Linked DNA regions of Danio rerio: region 1 is linked to region 2. A link is a contact called in public Hi-C data. All regions are on one chromosome and are shown on one strand. The core of a region is the stretch at or near the end of the contact, and the rest is flanking DNA. Distances in the headings are between cores, read along the strand shown. Region 1 holds the start of bend5 (BEN domain containing 5). Region 2 holds the start of dnttip2 (deoxynucleotidyltransferase, terminal, interacting protein 2).

Region 1 (3,036 bases), core at 354-2,853, 240 kb after region 2:
CAATATGCTTTTGACAGCCGGGGTCGTCACAGCTGTCAGCATCTGATGCAGTGGCAAGCCACCAAGGCCGCTTGAAGAAGACGGACCATATAAATGTGCCTATCTAACCTCTTATCATGCCAAGTGGAAAATGCCCTCAGTCATCATTCTAAGATCTACAGTGTTAACAATGTATTAAAAGTTTTACATTGGCCAGGTGTGGCACATGAGCCTCAAGGTCGGCCGCAACAGATTGCAGACTACTTAAGTTCATGCAAACTGATTTAAAAGCTGTACTGAACTCCAGACTTCTGTCCCTAACGAGATCAGGGTTGTAAGAGCAGGTTAAGCCACACATGTAGATTAGTAATGTATCTAAACGGTCCTGATTGAAGAGTGGCAGCAGTGAAAGTGGCCAGTTTTTCTTTTTTTTTCTTTTTCCCCCAACTAAAGGAGGAAGTGTCACATGATAACAGATCTGCCACCAACTTTGATTTAAACCACGTATACTGCAATACTTATAGCAAGATATGCTGGTTATAATTTAACAGTACACCATGCTGACGGAAGGTTTCAAACAAAATGAAGGGCGTAAAAAATAAAGGCGACAGAAAATAACCTTCATCTTGCTAGCTAATAGGATGAGAGTAACCTAGCTGCTTAATACAAACACAACAAACATTACAATACATGACTTTCTGATTATCATATTTACTTCTTCGTATCGTTAGCAGTTTAGACATGCTGTCAGGGATATAATTTGATGTATTTAGTAGCTGTTCAGCTTCTGTGCACTGCCGACAAATGAAGGAAACGTTAGCAGCAAGCTAACAACCGCTTAGCATCTTGAGCCTCCTTTTAAAACCCTCTTATTTTCGTTTCAACTTGTCATTGCTTATTCGACAGGCAGTGTCGTTAGTTTAGAATCAGACTGTCGTGCTTGTCAAAAGTAAACATAGACAAGTTTGTCTAAAACAACCTCCGCTAACACGGCAAGCTAAAAACACAAATTTGACACTTTCTCCGTCTGCATGTATTGATCATATCAAAACATCGCAGATTTTATCGTTAAATCTTCTCATAACGCATGTTCGTGTAGCTCACGTGAAAATTAAATGACATTTTATGTGATAACTTTTCATATCATGTCATGATTATGATGCTTCGCATATTTTAATGCACCGGAAAAAAAGGAAAAATAAAATTGACAAAGTTGCCTGACATTTCATAGGATCTGTTAAACATTAAACACCACCGTCACGAATGATACAGTTATGCATAAAGGTTATCATTGTATATAACATAAAGAGAAGAGCAGAACTCACCTGCCAGGGCGAGGATGTGTGCTTTGGCAGGCTGGCCTGCGCCTCTCAGCACCACATACACCTTCTGATCATCAAAATCTCTTTTGTGCACAGGCTGGAAATCTTTCACGTCTGACACAGGTAACGCGTAGCACATATCGTCCTCCAAGAAACGCACGAACGCGTACATTATTTTTGCTCTTTGGTCCCTGCTCTTTGGGATAGGGCTTGACAGTTTCCCTCAAAAAAGATTTTAAAAAACATATATAAACACAAAGAGGGGGGAGACAGTGGGGAGGCCTCTGCGATCGACTGGTTCTGTCTGGCTGGTGCGTCTCGGTTGAGGAAATGCAGAGCCTCGTCGCTTCAGACTGTACTAATCAAACGAGAAGTGATCAGAGGTTTATTTGGGGGGTTCAGCTTTTCTTTTTTATTATTAACAAGAAGTTTTCTTATACAACAAAATCACTTTACATTTCTTAAAAAGAATAGAATAAATGAAAAAAAGAAATTTAATAAAAAGAAAAAGAAAATAAAAAACAGAGGAGAGGGTAGAAATACATGCCAATGTATTACGCACATTTTTCCAATTTTAGTTCTTAACAAAAGTTATAAAATAATAGTGACTTATTTCTATACAAGACATTGGTATTATTCCAAAAAAGAAAACTATGTGGGCAGAAGTTGTGTTTATAAATTAGTCTCCATGTTGTAAGCACTTGTTGGTGAAATTTAGAGAGTTTGATTGGGAGTTTTTCAATTGTATTCTGCTTGTCATATGCTGGTAATTATAACAACAAAAGACATCAAAAGTAAATATCATGTTAAAATTAAATTAACTTAATGTGTTAATAATAATCATTATACTAATATCATAGTATAATACAAATAATATCCACTTTTTATACACTGAGGAACCTATAAAATAAATAATAAATTAGAACATTTCAGATAATAAGGTTTCACAACAAATGTATTAACCAGAGAATACTGAATGAGAGGAGAAATTACCTTTGTGCATTAGTTTGAAATGCTCTTGGTATTGTATTTTGTGGCAGTAGTATTACAAAATCAGTGGCAAGAGCTATTTTCAGTGTTCATGCAGATCATTATTATTTTTTAAGAATAAGTACATTTGGATTCTCTACATGACTAGTGTAATTTACTGTACCACACCCTGTTATGAAATCCTTTCTTATTCTAGACTTTGTTATACCAGTATGCGCAAAACCAGTTTAAAACTGGCTTTCTTGTCTTTCAGCTTGCATCTGCAGTAGCATAATGAGTCTGTACGTGTCACTAATTACTTCTAGGCCTGTGCTCTTCTCTGAACTGATCTTCAAATTCTACATTACATCTCATATTTACAGTACAGTAATAATTACAGTAATGATAAACATACCAATATTATTGCACTATACTGGTCTAACAATTTTGGGGTTATTTGAGGTCTGCAAATAATTTTAATAAATAGTTTCTAGTTTCTTTTGAAAATTAAAGATTTAGATATGAGATATCAAATAATGCTAATTCTTTTTAAACAATGCACTGGCTAATAATTCATTAAATATATTGATGAATGCAGCGTGTTGTTTTTATATGTCCCACAAAACATAGCAAGGTGTACAAAAAGGTGGGCTTTTGTAGTCATTCCATATCAAATAAGAAACTGTCTGATAATGTTGTTATAAACGCATGATAAATAATGTAAAATGAGTACTATCAAAAGTGTTTCCAGTATAAAATACCTTTT
Region 2 (3,052 bases), core at 254-2,753:
AACTGTTGTCCTCTATTACATCATTGATGGGTGGCTTCGTCAGCACACTAAAGTGAATTTGAGTTATCCGAGGAACAAAAAAAATCACTTGATGCATTTTTCCTGATGATTTCAATTATTTAGACAGCGAGCTGTTTGTGTAGAAACATGCAAAGTGCCTGCTTTTCTGTTGTTGTTTTTTTTGTTGACTTTGCCTGGTTTAATTTGCAGTAATTATCCAATAGGTTGATGGGATAGAAAATCAGGATTTAAGAACCAAAAGGTTGTTTTTGTAATCAAATATTTTAAGTACAGGGCCTGTTTTAATGTTCCCGTGACCTTGTTTTCAGGAGAAAAAAAAAAGACATTCACACCCTTATGCCCTTATGGTTGTGTTGAAAACTTTTTTTATTTCAAGAAGTTTACCACAGAGATTTGTTTCCGAATTAGTTTTAGATTTTTTTAATCTTTTAATTTTAATGTCCTGCTGGCGTTTTTTATGTTCGTATAATTTATTTTTTGCTTTGCTTGGAATTATTTTTATTATCATTTTATCTCTTTTGCATCCCTTTGCTTTGCTTACCTGAGATAAAATAAATATTAAGGTATGTAACTGTATGCTGTTAAAATGCATGGCATAAACAGCCTTGATTCATTGTGTATATAAAAACACTGGAAACAAAAGTCCACACTTGAAGAATACCAAGGCTTATCGCTCCAGTATGGAGTGAGTAGTCAGAGTATATATTTTTACCTGTGTTATTTATTCATTGTAATGGCAATTCCTGTTGGATCCAATCCTATAAGAGAGATTGTTTCTTGTACTGTACATGTAATTACTATTTTCCCATATTGTGATGAACATTTTTAATCTGGTTTATAAACTTCGCAATTGAAAATGGATTTTTCTGTGGTAATTCTTTTTATTTTATTTTATAAATTTAACTCCCATTAAGGAATATTTCACCCCAAGATGAAAATGATGTAATTTACTCACCCTCCACTTGTATAAAATCTATTTCATTATTATTATTTTTACTTCTGTAGAACACAAGAGAAGATATTTGGAAGGATGGTGGAAACCTGTAACCATTGACTTCCATTTGTTTTTCCTAATTTGGATGTAAATGATTACAAGTTTACACCATTTTGTGTTAAACTCATAATGTTGGGAATCATTTGAGGGTGATGAATTGTTAGTAAATTTTTGGGGTGAACTATTCATTTAATAACAACACACACCCACACACACACTGAGTAGACAAAACGCCGTGAAAATAAACAGGAACCAAGCAAAAACAATGGCTCGGGTAAATATGAAAGAAAAACAATGTCTCAAGTCCTCAGGTTTCCACTTTACCCAATTAAACACCCTTACTTTTATATACAACATACATTTAAATGTACATTATAAACAACTTGTTATCAGTGGAACCAGGACGCGGATCCATATCATCATTTGCAACTCACCCAACGCTCTATTCTGCTCGCTTTCGTGCATCGATTAATCGCGTCTGTACATTCGGAGAACGTGGGTCTCGTGGGCGGAAGTGCGTCCGGAGCCATAGTGGCAACATGGTGGCCACCAGAAGAGGAACACGCGCAGGTTCCCCGGTGAAAAACACCAGCGATGAAAACTCTGAAAACGCTAAGGTCTGTTTGTCAATTATGCATTTTAATTGTTGTTTATGTTTTTATTAGCTGGAGTTCAGTGTGAGGTTGTTTTGTGGCGTTTTATGTGTATTGGTAAAAAAGCCGCATGTGTGTGTGGAAACATGTCCGAACATGTGTGGGAAAACGCGTTGAACTTCTAAATAACGATAAAAGTTAAGAGTATGTTTCTTGTTAATATTTTGTGTTTTTTTCGACTCTCGGTCAAATATAAGTCATGCACTCATATGTATGATTGCATTAATAGAGCCATATCTCGCCATATGTGATATTCCTGTAGCGTGGAGTGTTCATATTTTGTTCTGCAGTAATCACGATATCAGAGATTTTCATCAGTAATTACAGTATAAGAAAAATCTAAATTCCAACCTTTATTTGAAACTGATGTAAACGTCAAGTAATCCCAGTTCTGTTCTTTTTTTGTTTGTTTTTCTGCTCACACAATCAAGACGTTATTTATGTTTGTGATGTGATCATCACATGTTGTGATGTCTAATAAAAGGCTGTTTTAGACACTTTATAAACGGGAAGAACAAAATAAGTTGTTTTCAATAACGTTAGCCATTTCTTAAAGTAGATTTAGTGTTTACGTTTATACGTTTTTAAGCAGCAGACAAGGCAAATTGAGGTAACGCTGAAGTTGGTTTTATATTCGCATATTCGTTCAGTGACATTCTCCCTTTTTGTTTACTATGCTACTTTTTTAAACTATTATTAAGGAGAAAATCTGAATGTGTGACTCTAAAATCTAGGATGGTGTAAAAGTGTGACTACATGAGTGAGATGTTTATTTGTTCTTTTACAGCCCGAACTATAAACGCAAAGCAATAAAACAAAACAGTTTTTTTAAGAGTGCAAGACTTATATTTGACTGAGAGTCGAAAAAACAACACAAAATATTAACAAGAAACATACTCTAAGAAAATAAATAAACAAAAATTGGTTGTCTGAGCAATATGGCCGAATTTTACATTTTTGTGTTAAATTTTGGCAAAATGTATCTCTTTAAACCTGTATTTTATAAAAGTGTCATGACGAGGCGAAAATTGAAGTCTTGCAATGGTAGTTTTTATTCAAAACGGTATTTGTTGAAATAACCAAATAACTAATAATTACACCATTGTGTCTAGGGATGAGCCGGTATAAGATTTCAATGGTATGAAATACTTGTATATAAAATAGCAGTTTCACGGTATCACAGTATTGTAATTACTTTTTTAACATATGTTCTTTTTTTAAATGTCTGGGTAAATAACAACATTTATTTCCATTGAACACAATTTAGTTTGTTTTCAGAAACATTTAAAATATTTTGGAACAGTAGCTTTTCATGTGGAGGGTCCTTTTCTGCTGGAGATACTGTTTCCCTAACAAACTAAATAAAATAATCCTAAAAAACATC

Evidence for each region. Hi-C and Micro-C count contacts between places; a contact is called where the count stands out from the background.
Region 1: a Hi-C map of hematopoietic stem cells shows a contact between it and region 2, with 2.6 times the contacts expected there. The contact joins the promoter of bend5 here to the promoter of dnttip2 in region 2. A contact is called at or near these places in 2 of 18 Hi-C or Micro-C datasets (caudal fin and hematopoietic stem cells) and 1 of 4 datasets of contacts at active chromatin or transcription factors (embryo).

What each region holds. Positions count from the first base shown.
Region 1 is chr8:17,284,859-17,287,894 of GRCz12tu, forward strand. bend5 (BEN domain containing 5) reads right to left here and starts at 1,604. Exons shown (of 6, transcript NM_001327767.1): 1 at 1,305-1,604. The coding sequence starts at 1,473. It also overlaps a transcript of agbl4 not described here.
Region 2 is chr8:17,041,662-17,044,713 of GRCz12tu, forward strand. dnttip2 (deoxynucleotidyltransferase, terminal, interacting protein 2) reads left to right here and starts at 1,504. Exons shown (of 7, transcript NM_001145786.1): 1 at 1,504-1,632. The coding sequence starts at 1,555. It overlaps gclm (glutamate-cysteine ligase, modifier subunit), which reads left to right. Exons shown (of 7, transcript NM_199845.1): 7 at 1-882.